2 separate regions of the Xenopus tropicalis genome follow, and region 1 is linked to region 2. A link is a contact called in public Hi-C data. All regions are on one chromosome and are shown on one strand. The core of a region is the stretch at or near the end of the contact, and the rest is flanking DNA. Distances in the headings are between cores, read along the strand shown. Region 1 has its middle 66 kb from the start of prdm1. Region 2 holds the start of prdm1 (PR domain zinc finger protein 1).

Evidence for each region. Hi-C and Micro-C count contacts between places; a contact is called where the count stands out from the background.
Region 1: a contact with region 2 is called in a Hi-C map of neurula embryo, with 3 times the contacts expected there. The contact joins the enhancer-like site here to the promoter of prdm1 in region 2. A contact is called at or near these places in 5 of 5 Hi-C or Micro-C datasets (brain, gastrula embryo, liver and 2 more).

Annotation. Positions count from the first base shown.
Region 1 is chr5:79,587,294-79,594,019 of UCB_Xtro_10.0, reverse strand. No RefSeq gene overlaps it. Among named protein-coding and RNA genes, the nearest start is that of prdm1, 66 kb to the right of the region's middle. Within about 2 kb of position 1,744, at least 4 of the 11 cell types and tissues checked have an H3K27ac peak or open chromatin away from gene starts, as enhancers often do. A contact at or near this core is called in gastrula embryo and neurula embryo, where this site is marked.
Region 2 is chr5:79,519,373-79,526,339 of UCB_Xtro_10.0, reverse strand. prdm1 (PR domain zinc finger protein 1) reads left to right here and starts at 1,917. Exons shown (of 7, transcript XM_002937157.5): 1 at 1,917-2,060. It also overlaps a transcript of atg5 not described here.

The DNA of each region.
Region 1 (6,726 bases), core at 495-2,994, 68 kb before region 2:
TCGCCTAAATATTGCACATTTTCTAAGAGAGATGTGAAAAAGACTGAACTGGAATAGATAGGACATTAAAGTCCATGACCTAATATTTCGCCAATCAATATTTTTAAAAGGTTACGGGCAATTTGTTTATGCTATTCAGAAATAAATTATTAAGGCACAAAATGTACATTAGGAAAGGTAAATATATGCTCAACGTGTGTGTATTGGGGAGGGGGGCTGTAAATCAAACCCATGGAATTGCGTGTTGTTGGGGGGGGTTAAATTCCAAGGCAGCATAATACACACCTTAAGAAAGGGTTAAAATCCTAATCTGAGAGACGATCAGAACTAGCCCAATTGTACAAATTACTCACTCCCCCACTTCCGTTTATAAAGGGAAAAGTTTGTGTTCCACAGGGGGCCGATTTATTAAAATCACATGTACAAGATTGCTGTGCGCCGCCGCTATCTCTGTAAATGCCAAACACATTAGTCACAGAAGTATACTTAGTAAATTCGACTGATCACTGAGGCAGCTTGTAGTCAGGCAGAAAAGCACAAGAGTTTCTGTGATTTTTTTAAGAATATATTTGTCATTAAAATTAAGTTGAGGTTAAGGACCATCTTCACCAAAACTGTGGTGTAAATGATGTCATTCTAAGAAGCGTTCCAATATACATCCATCTGTAATGTCAATGAATGTTAAAGTTATGTGTGAATATAACTGCTATTGAAGCAAATATCTGTTTATACCTTTCTGTTCTCTGCTTCAAACTGTTGAAACGATATAACAGAAGCCATTTCTGCTCAAAGTTTCCTCGGCATTGTTTCAGAAGTCAGAACCAGGAGTGCAGACAACTATAAAACCAAATGAAATAATTCACCAAGGCATCATTGAAAGTGGTTTAAAATTGCATATCTTTCATTAATAAGCAGTTTTTCGATGTAGTTCTTCTTTAACGGAAGAGTGTCCGGTTTCTATGTTGTCTTACTAACTAAAGTTATATCACTGATTATTTATTTGCCTCTCATTTAATAAAAACGCATTATCGCAAAATTCGGCAGGTATGTTATTTTTACATATATACTAGTCATCTTTTTTATTATGGAATTTGGTAGGTTGACATTTCTTCATCTGCTGATTGTACCATTTGCATTTGTTTATTACATTTTTCTTACATTTTCGTTAAAACATAAGGACATAAAGGACCAGTAGCTGCTGCCATGTTGCTTTCTCACGCTATGCCATTGTACACCCTGCTGCCTGTATGCACATCGGGTTGGGGAATATTTGCTCCAGTACAAAACCTTCAAACACCTGGAGTTGCTTAGATGTCTCGCTTCACTGATGCCCTTTAATCATTATATACCTCGATAATTTTGTATATATTTTTGTGATCTATTGAACACTATATTTAACAGAGGTGTAAAGAGATAACACACCACACATTTTATCCGGTCACATCAAAACGATATGGCATAATGAATTTCTTTACCCCTAGACTTAGTCACATTTATGGGGAACACCATTCGCATGATGATATCAAAGCTCATGGGCAGTATATTATGGAATGGCATAAAGGGAGTTTTTCTTTCTTTTGGCACAGTTTGTCCTTTATTATTCCTAAAAGTGAAAGATCCGTTTGTTGCAGGCTCCCAGGTATAACCCTCCTTTCTCTTTCAGCATCTCTACACCACACCCAAGGCTTTGTTCTACCCCACGGCTTTACCCACCCTTATCAGATGAAAGGCTCAGGGACATTCTTGCATGACAATGCCTCTTAGTTTGCCCAAGTGCTTCTGGCCCACTAAACTGTGTGTTGTACTGAGCTGTAGCAGCCACCATTAAATCTACCTGGATCTGCAAACAGTGCCCAGAATTGCTCTTTCAAAGCAAAACAAAACAACAACACTGCATTAAATGGAAAAGTATAGGCCTCCAGCCTTATGCATACAGTGCAAGTGTTAATCTGGTGGCTGGGGGTGGGATAATGAACTAACGCTATGAAACAATTACAGCCCTAGGTAAGGCAGCTTTGCATAGAATGTGACAAGTCAGTGCAATTAATCATCCCACCTAAAGAAAGTGGAGAGCTCAGCAAATAGGTTCATGTGCAATTAGGAGATATTTCTTCCAACTTCCTGTCCATCACTAAAATCTGGCATCTCTCCCCCAATTACTTAAAAAATATTAGGAGGGAGTCATTTCCGATAATTATGCAGGTATAAAGATGTGTTTACCACTTTACACTAAATTCGTTATTTAATACAGCGGTATGGCCCTAATTCAGTATTATCACTGCTGCATCGATTTGTGTTTCGCTTAAACGAATTGTTTTAAATACAGTACCATGTTGCACGAATATTGATATGGGGACATCTCAATCTGTTGTCAGTTAATTCATTCGAATGTATTCCAGGCCAGCTTTATAGGGTGGAATGGTAAAGGATTCCATGCCATTAAACGAAAACCATTCACTCCAGAATATAGAGTTAAGTTATACATAAATGAAGTCCCATATCGTAAATACAGAATACATTTACAAAGTTAAACGAACGAATGTAGCCCAAATACATGAACATATTAAGCATATGAAACGAAATTTGCCTTAAACATTGCAATATATATGTTTCCCACTGGCAAGGGCAGAAAATGAAAGGTCATTTGCCAGTGCTGAAAGCTAGTGATCTGCTGGCCCTTTTCAGCAGCTAATTAGCAGGGCTTAGACTCAGTAAAAGTCCTGTGGGTGCCAGCCCCTGGGTGACCTGTCTGATTAATGGATGAGAAAGGGGGCTGTTGTGAGATGTGGTTATCGGGTAACCTTTGTTACCTGAGGGGCTTGGCCATCATTTCTCAGAATCATTAGTTATCACACACACAAGCACATTGTTCTGCCGGAGAGGCCCAAGAGAGAGGGAGAGAGAGACATTCATATGCAGGCAAGGGGGAACAATGGGGCCCAGCTATGGGGCTGGATTGCTGTAGGTAGAACGACATCGATTATTAGGGAGGGGCTTGTCCGATATGCGATCCTCCTTCTGTTACAGAGTACCTAGGCAGAGTAGGCATGTGGGACTCAGGTACCAGCAGCTGGAGGGCCACCACATTTTTTTTGGTCTTCTGTAAACCAAATAATAGTTGCGCACGATCTCTATTAGGATCCCGTGCCTAAAAGCCTCCAGTTACACTGTAATTGCCCCAGATTGTAACCCCCTGTCTATCACACGCCACAATACTATCTGATTTCATGGCCCCAAGCTCACACCCTGCAAGTCGGGCAACTTCACCCCAGGGCACGTCACGTGATTGCCCTTGCTCACCTGATCCTCTCCCTTATGTTGTACAAGCGGCGGCAGCGGCAGCAGCCAGGGAAACTCAATAGGAAAAGCGATCAGTGGCAGCAGCAGCCTGCGCCTCATGCACTATTCATTCGCGATACAGACACCGATCTGCCAGGCCTAATGAAGAGCAGAGCCCAGGAGATACGTTAACACCTTCCCTGTGTTCCCAGGCTCTGTGCTTGACACCTCACTTGCATTAATATTAATGGACTACTTTGTGGCAGGTGAATGTATAGCCACTGTATCAATTTCTCCTCACCTTCCCGAGAGAGATGAAGAGAGTATCCATTAACCCTTTCACTGCTGGAACTTGCTGGGAAACATGCGGGGAATCAAAGGTTCCCTTTCTTTGTCATAGAAGGTGTCCATTCTAAGTCAGACGAATTCAAGGTCCCCTTTAATTCCACTAACAAATGTAGGTGATTCCAAACAGTATATAAGTACACAAGTTTATACCAACTGGTGCCAGCGATCCTTATATATATATATATATATATAGCAATTAGCTCTACTCTTCTTCATGAGTAAAATAAACACTAAGTAACCAAGAACCAGACTGAACTAAAATACTTAAACAAAGACACATACATAATAATAATTGATAAATAGTGCCAGGTCCTAGTAGCACCAATTGACTTGGTACCATCCCAGGCAGCTTGGCCAATACCATTCCCCCTGGCAGTGTATTTGGGGAGGGTGTGTCCCCCTCACACCTATTGCCTATTTGGCCCTACAATTTCCTAAAGTGCTCTCTTATTTGAGGTAGCAGAATTCCAAGTTCCCACTAACCTGTCTTTATCTGCTACATCAAAGTACTAATGTAGGGCGAGGCCATGGTGTGAGACTCACAGTCATACCGATCATTGCCTTTTTCTTTGGAAACAGGGAATTTTATGTTCTGACCAAATCTATCACTTCCCTTTGATGCCTTTGAAGAGTCAGCCTGAAAATCTACCTGCTTGCAAAACAGTAAAATAGCCAAATAGCACGGGAATTTGTTATTACCTATAGGAATCTAAATGATGTGACCTGCCAACGACCGATCTCAGCGTCCGACCCTTTATTATATTATATTGACCTTGATCGCTTGTATTAGAATAATGATTTAAATAAAATTGCACATAGACACACAAACATGAACCAAATAACTGGTATATTTGATTGTTTAAATTCATAAATGTTTTCACTACTCCCCTATTCCACAGCAATATGGGGCAAATTTCCTAAAAGCCAGGAGAGACAAATCTCTATCAGTTGAATGTGTTCTGCTGACAAATGAAGAATGAACAATCAGTTTGCCCTAGTTTTGCCACGGTGGCTATCCCTAATGGCCATAATGTTGTACAACAAAGTCAGACCAATGTCGATCCAAATAGACAACCCATACACACAAATATGTTCTAGCATGTCGGTGATCGGGAGATAGAAAGTTCTACTAAATTCACTTTTATCTTGAACTAGCTAACAGCTTTATATCTATTCTGTTATTATCCCACTGCCTGTCAGGTCTGTGTCTCAATGTATAGTTATGGATTTTACCATGAACTACTATCATCTATCTATCTATCATTTATCTATCTATCTATCTATCTATCATCTATCTATCTATCTATCTATCTATCTATCTATCATCATCTATCTATCTATCTATCTATCTATCTATCTATCATCATCATCATCATCTATCCATATTAGCGGATCGAAATACAGTAGATATTGGTAAAATAAAATAAAATTGGTGAAAAACCATATATATATATTCTTGTGGAAACGAGTATAATGTATATTCTGGTTTCACACTAACAGAAATGACAGTATACACTGCAATATACACTGCAATATACATTTAAGGCTTCCCGGCTCAGTGGGGACACATTACAGCACATTACACACAGTTACACACAGTCATACACTACACACAGTCCCTCACTTTTCCTGAGCCGCATTTCCAGTAAATAAACAGCGCACAGGGGGACCCAGATAATTGTTTTATCCCGACAAGGAGCTTTGATGGAAGTGTAAAGCAGCGAGCGGTACCTCTGGGGCTAAATGGCATCACGCTGAAACACTGATACAATTAAAGGGACTGGTTATTTTAACCTGTTGCGCTTCCCAGTGGGGGCCCAGCCTTGCCATAGTGATGCACCTTGGCCATTACCTTATGAAATGATCTCTCCTGCTCCACACTTTTCAACTCTTTCCCCTATTATGTGAGTGGAGACAGTTAGTCTGTAACAGGCAATGGCTGGGAGGGTCAAGTCTGGATTTATATTAGAATATAAGGCATTTGTGGATGCTAACAGGTAAATGGTTCGCATCTGCAGGGTATGCAAGGAGATACCAGCTGACCAGGGGCCTTTCTTGCTACTGAGCCTGTGTTCTGGAAATGTTTGTTCTCTGTTTTTTTTACAAGCTGAACAACGGTACTAAAGTATTTGAATGCACTTGTAGCCAGGAATCAGCAGGGCTGCCATCAGAAAATTTGGGGCCCACACAAGTTATTTATATGGGGTCCCATGAACACATGCCCATAGTACCAACATTTTGGCCATGGGGTCATTTATCATGGGGCCCAGCACAACAGTACCCCCTCTCCTCCACTGATAGGGGCCCTGGGAACTAGTTATCTGCCGCAGCCTTCATTTTTTTCTCACTAGTAGTGTTTAAATAAAATGTTTTCATTTTTCTGGACAGTGAGGCAGTGAGTGCTTTCTATATACAGTGGATGCATTTTTTGGGTTAGGACCCGGCTATTGCCTTTGGACTGGTGAGTGCCGATACTTGCAATCTTATATATATATAGTTACATAGTTACATAGTTACATAGTTACATAGGGTTGAAAAAAGACCTGTGTCCATCAAGTTCAACCCATCCAAGTAAACCCAGCACACCTAACCCACACCTACCAATCTATACACTCACATACATAAACTATAAATACAACCACTAGTACTAACTGTAGATATTAGTATCACAATAGCCTTGGATATTCTGATTGATCAAGAACTCATCCAGGCCCCTCTTAAAGGCATTAACAGAATCTGCCATTACCACATCACTAGGAAGGGCATTCCACAACCTCACTGCCCTCACCGTGAAAAACCACCTACGCTGCTTCAAATGGAAGCTCCTTTCCTCTAATCTAAAGGGGTGACCTCTGGTGCGTTGATTGTTTTTATGGGAAAAAAGAACATCCCCCAACTGCCTATAATCCCCTCTAATGTACTTGTACAGAGTAATCATGTCCCCTCGCAAGCGCCTCTTTTCCAGAGAAAACAACCCCAACATATATGGTATGCTGAAATAAATCACTGACTTGATTGATGCTATACCTGTGAGTGCTTTCTACTGTTGAGTTTGATATATATATATATTCGTGTACACAACGTAACAGCAGAACCCAG
Region 2 (6,967 bases), core at 668-3,167:
GACAGCTTTTATAATATAATCCACAAAGAGATGATGTCTGTTAGCAGTACGTCGTCTGATAATAAGCAGAAAGTAACTGAACTCTTGGGGTTATCTGGAGGTATTAAGCAGGTTATCAAGAAAATCATCCATGGAATAAATCATCAGTTGAGAAAATCAAATTTTGCACAGATCAGTTTTCAGGTTCTTGTAAATTAGCTATTAAATGTATTCTTTTGTACAATGCTGTGAAATATGTTGGTGCTAAAGAAAAACATTAATAGTAATAATACTTTTATAGCTCAGCCAAAAGTCAAGAACACATGGAACAAACCTGTGACAAAGGGGCATACCACTCACATACCAGTCTGCAAACTGAGAATAATCACATATATAATACCTCACGAATACTATTATGGAAATAGTATAATAACTCATTTTATTGGTACTAAGTAGCTGAAAGAAAATACGCTCATTGCACAACTTACAGCTATATTGTGCTCATGAAATTTTTATTTTATCAATGCTGTAATGCATTTTCGTCAACTTTCTTCTTTGACTACAATGCAATGATGAGCTAATTTTAAATTAAATTCTGCTGACAAAAATAAAACACATGCTCTGCATTTAGTGGGAAAAAAGAGAAAAATATTAGGAATCTGATAACTTCCAAAAGTATAAAAGCAATAAAATGTATTATTGTATGTATATGTTCAATAGCACAGTCAGTACAGTACAACTGTGTTTAACAGAAAGTGTTCCAGACTGAGAGACACTGCAACACATACCATGAATGGTGATTATTAATCAAAGAATTCATTTACATATAAATGACTGAGCTGGTACAAAAATGCAAATACATTGATTTACCATATAACTGTCAGGTTATAAAGAAGTACAAAGCTTTGCCTACATTGTAGGAGATAACTAGAATGCCAACAGGTGGCACACCGCTCATTTGGCAAAATAGTATAATACTGCTGCCACTGAAAGTCTTAACATTTTAAAATGTTTTAATTAGCAAAATTAGGAAATTTGAATAACATACAGTTTATGACTTGGAGAACTTATAATAAGGAGATTAATTATTAAGTGTGTGTAAAGTATATTCTAATCTTTTTTTAGTTTTTCCTTCTAAAAATTACTGATCCTAGAATTTATATTCTTTCTCCTACACAAGCATAATCAATTAAGTTGGAATGAAATCATTTCCAAATATATATCTTAAGACATTTGATTGATTCGATTTGTTCTATTAATTCTATTCTTTATGAAATACATGCTTTTTCCAATAAGATTTCTTATGTTCTAAGGATCACACATTCAAGCCCCTGCTTAACTGAAATTACTTACAATTTTTAAAAATATTGCAATAGACAGGTTTCTAACTATTTCCAAAATGATCTAAAGCTCTTTTAAGGTTATATGTTGGTTTATTTAATAGGGAAGAACTCTTTTCCTTATTTTGTTGTAATTTTTTAGCATCTCATAGAAAATATTAGCATAAAGTGTATTTGTTAAATGGATTAGGTTGAAAGTTTAGCTATGGCTATCAGATTTCTATTCCACAATTTAAAGAGTGCTCCAGCTCTAAGTAACTGAAATTATTTGTTGATTTTTTCCCCCTGTGTAGACAATTGACCTGCTCTCTCCAACACAAACAAGCCATGTGGCTTATAAAACTCATTCATATTAAGCAGGATTTCTATTGTACGGCTCCCTTTTTGTCTGATTTCACTCAGCCTAAGCAAACTGTCTTACACATCTTAAAACAATTTGGCAATCGGAATTATCAGGCAGGCTTGCCAAAAAGAGTTTGTTTTGTTAATTGCTCTTGTTAAGCCTAATTACTAAATGGGGTGGAGCTGAGGCAAGGGGAGGGAGAAGGGTTGTAGTAAGGGGAAACTTTAAAATCCTTGGTGCAGCCTAGGGAGAAGTCTAGATTTAAAGAGCCATTTGGAGTGTGTGTAAGCAGCAGTAGGTGAATCAGAGCAGACACAAGCTCAGATTGTGCACATGGACTAATACTATGGAATGCTTTTAGTGTTGACTGGATACCTGCTTTATGGAAGTACATCAAGGTAAAAAAAATTGTATTTTAATATTCTACTTTTGCTATTACTAGTACTATTAATACTATTAATAATTTAGGAATTTATTTTATTGCTGTTTGTAACTGTCCATGAATTTTACTGTTGATTGTTTTAAGTTGTTTTTCTATAGACTAATGTTACTCTTAATTTCCTTATAAAAAAAAAACGGAGGGACATTTCTAAGTATTTATATCTATGCTTATGCAGTGATCGATTTAAGCAACCAACCTTAACATTTTTGTATAAACAAACATTGCATTGTGATGGGATTAAAAGCTGAGAGTAATAAGTCCGAAACCTGCCGTGTTCCTGCTTTTTACAACGCTGGGTGCAAGGACTCCCATTGTTTTTCCTTGGCTGAATGAAGATACTGCTCAGTAAAAGTGTTTACTTTCCACCCTTGTTATTTATACTAGTTAATGTACTGTACCAGATAAATCAACTTCCTGAGCTTCATATTTCAACATTGCCCCTTCTAATTTGACACATGGTTTCAGTTTGACACAGTTTTATCAGTAAAGCTCCTGCTGGGTGCTGCCTGCTCCTGCTTTATCACAAAAAAGTGAGTTATCTGAGTTATACTGTTAACAGTCTGACATCCACTGTGCTGAAGATGGATGGCACATACAGTAAGAGGTATACAGTGCTTAACTCCACCAACAAGAGCCCTCCTCACATTGCAGATCAGTGATATTAATAAGAGGCAATAGCCACACATTTAATATTTTCTTGGTCTGACTGTATTAATATTAAATCTGTTGCGCATGTATTTTGTGTGGAAAAACAGAAAGTCTTGGTAAGCAAGTATTATTTAAATTATTAACAAGAGCTGCTAAAAACACTCCTGATGTTAGATCACTTTTTAGAATACATGCATAGGAAAGTTTACTTTTGCTCAAGTAGCAATGTTTTCATTGTCTGGATTATTTTGAGGATGGGGGAATTATTTGTAGCTGCTTCTTGGCAGAATTCGGAAATAATTAAGTCATTGCACAAAATCCCTCTACCAGTTTTCCTTTTTTTTCCGACTATGTCTCAGATGGTGTCACTGTGTGTCTGCCTTGTTCTCTGAGCTTAATGAAAAGTACAGTTTAATCACTGGTGAGCCAAATTGAGCATGATTAGCTGTTATTGCAGATTAGTGTATTGTCTGGTGCTGGGGAATATTGATCTGGATGTGTCTTGTGAGGGGTTGCCCTTGTCTGCTCCAGGCCTAGATACTGTGGTGGGCACAGAAGGGAGGGTGTGACTAGAGTCAGAGAAGCTTCAGGGAAAGATCCAGATGGGCAAGAAGTCTGGCCCTGAAAAGACCATGTCAGGAAGTAGGTCAGGTACTTGTGAGGGGATTATACCAAACACGCATCATCCCCGTGCGGCAGGCGGCAGGGCAAGCAGCATACAATTATGAGGAATTAGAATAGCAAGAAGTAGCGCAGATTTATCAGCTTTAATTGTCTATTGTCAGGACAGGGTCCTTTTTCCAGATCACGACGGCTGCCAACCTCCTAATACCTTTTAATGGACTCTCCATTGTAGGATTATCTGTCTAAGAACAATGTCTTTCTTGAAGACTGGTTGCTTGTTGTCACTACTCCTCAGTGTCCTTTTTTTTCCTTATCTCTTTTGAGTTGCTGCATTTATAGAGGAAGTTTGAAGAGGGCCAGGGAGTTGCACTTCTGTCAGCAACTGTATTCCTTGAGGGGATTGAGAGCTACCTATTGAACATTAACCTTCTTACTCCACCTTCTCTCATTCAGATCCATCAAGAAACAATAGATAGTTTGATAGAATAAGAGATAGCCAAGGACAAACTCTTTTAAAATGCCATTTTATACCTTTATTTTTAAAAGCTTTTCTCACTATTGCATGTTAAATGCTGCAGAGATAGGAATTGGCTATTAAATGAAAAATAAATTCTCCAACTAGACCATCTCATGGATGGTCTGCACATCTTTCTTTTACATTTTAATTCAATTATACACTATGAATATATATAATTCAAATCAAATAACCTAGTTATAATTTATGTAGGTACTTTAATTTTCTACTACTAATTTATAAATAAATACTAGATGGAAATATTGAACATTTGATGTCCATTGGTGTTTAGAAGTGAACCTTTTGCTTCTTTGTCTTAAACCTTAAGAAATAAATCTATTGGAAGACTCTAGTAAAGCTCTATGAACAGAAAACCACAGTTATATAACCAATAATAATAAATATGGGTTGTAAGCTTTTGCAAACAGGGTCACCCAATCGTATTTTTATTTTTTCAAGTCCAGGCTTTGCCCTTTTTCTTTAATATTACTCAAAATTTAAAACCTAATGCTGTTTAACACAAATTAATAGAAATGACTGTACATTATTAAAATGTATGCCAGCACTGTTGTTGCTTGTGTGCATTTTGTCTGCCAGACGGTTAAAGGCATCCAATATTCAGAATTTCGGTTCCCTGCCCTGCTTCTACATTCATTAGATGCAGTTTCAAACAGCCCTGAGAAGGCTTGCATTTGCAAACTTTTCTGTATAAATGCTATTTACCATAAGAAAAGTTGTCCCTTTGCTTTAAGTTTGTTTTGAGTCTTCCGTCTCACTTCTTTTTTCCCCCCATCTCTGTGTTATGAACTGCTAATAGTGAATGAAAAGCTTGGGAGGCATCTGCATCTCAAAGTGTCTTGTTTTTCTTTTCTGTGTAGCTAGAGCCACCTTCAGTACAACTGCATTGTTTCTATGCACTGGGTTGCTGTGAGTCAGCAGCGCTACTTTAACTCTTGCTCACCCTGCTATGAATTGCATTGTTTCACAGCAAGCCTGCAATTGCCAGGGACTTCGTAAAACATTTTTTAAACTGGCTTACTTTTGGCTTAACGCAGCTGTTTGCACAATTTCCGGTAGACTTTGTGCTCTTTGTTGATGAATTTGGACAATTTATTGCCTCCTTTCACAACCCTCTGCAGGCTTAAAAAGCTCACCCTTTTAGATGCTCTACCCCTACCAGTCCTCATGAGAAGAAAAAGGCTCATTTTAGGGCATAGGGATATACCTCCTATTGTGACCCTGCTAACACAAACATACACACTATAGGTTTCTGTGACTCTAAACTACAGCTCCCAGCATGCCCTATAATGCTTAGATTGAAAGCTGTAGTTCAGAAACAGCTGGAGGGATACAAATTAGCTCTTTCTGTGTAGCCAAGGAACTTAGTGTATATGAAATTCTTTGTATGGCAAAAATAACAGCATCTGCGTTGGCTTAGCACATAAAATTTTCATGTATTAATATAAAATATGCATTGTTTTAAAATAAGTTATAGCTACGTGTCCCCTTTGTGCTTTAATTGAACATTTAGTGTAGCCATGCATTAAATAATTCTGTATTTCTTTTCATGAAAAGTTCACAAACCCAGCTAACAAGGGGGAGGTATATACTTCCTCTTTTATTTCATAATTTTTAATCTTGGTTTAAGCTTTCCAACCAATGAAAGTTGCAAGGTATTTGAATACCTTGAAATTTGTCAAGTGTTAGAAGGCTGTGATGAGCCGGCACTAGCCAGAATCCCAGGTAGCCCCACCCTCACTGTGACAGCAGCGTAAGTAAATCACAAGAGCTAATAATAGGAAGAGAAAGGAACCAGTCAGTCTGTTTGGTTTCACATAGACTTCAGTTGTGGCGTAACCCAGAGTCCTCCAGGCAGTCTATCTGTGAGGCAAAAAGCAGAGCACAGAGCACCTGTCTGGCAGTATGAGAGAAAGCAAGCAGGAGGAGAGTCAGTCCAAGGTGTGGAGTCAGCTCCTCTGTGTACTATAATACTACAACCACTGGCAAGACAATGCACTGTGTGTATTTATAAGGGAAGCACCTCCAATGTTGGATTTTTATAGTGAAAATTGTGTGGAAATTGCCTGGTAAGAATTTTTCTCCTTGTGACTTCTTTTCTTTTTCTTTTTTTTCTTTTGTGGTGTCAGCCGAGTAATTTTGTCCTGTTTTCAGTGTATCTGCTTTAAACTTCAAGCTTCTCTTGTGGTGGTTTTGGTTTCTGATCTTTTTTTCTTTATCATTCATGATTGTTTAATGTTTTTTTTTATGTTACTTAGAGTGCAGAGCCCATATACTGTGTAGGCAAATGGAAAACTCAATGTAACACCTTTTTATCTAGAAACCCTGAATATTTAATAGAGATGATTATTAATCAGAACATGATATTTTAATTGTATTGTTGGATTTGGTAGAGGCATGTATAGACAAATCAGTTTATTTGATTTAAATAATACCTTATGGCATAAGGATTAGTGTGTAATGACATGTGGTTATTTTATCCATAGTAATAGAAAAGGTTTTTGCTGAACTGAGACGTACTGAGTAGCTGTGGATCTGCCTGCTCTAGTACTCTGCCAGTGCTGCATGTACTTGTTGAATGTGAAGGAGTTAAGCGAGACCCCTTTCTAGTTATCTAGGAGGGATCCTGGCAGGATGTAGGGATTTTTTTTTTTTAATACCCTCGGCAGGATGAAAAAGAAGACGTCAGAGGACTTAGGTTGTTTTGAAAGTTGTTTGCGAGCTGGAAGCTGGTGGGAAAGTTCAGGCTTCCCCATTCGGAAGAGACAGGCTGAGTTCCGCTCCTTGTAGCATGCAATTTCCATTTTTAGCTTCATTCAGACGTAGACAACGGCTTCTTCCTCTTCCTTTCCTTGTTTGTGACACTTTCCAAGGCACTGATCCCAAAAGACACACAGTGATCTTGCTGCCACAACTTGTAGCATTCTTAGATAGAGAATAGAAGATACAAGAAATCATGCAACAGTTTTCTTAAGGTATCACAGGTAGGTGACAAGGTGGCCCCTGTGTGTAGCAGCTAGGAAGAAAGATGCTATGAAATGCACAGAAAAACTGCATTT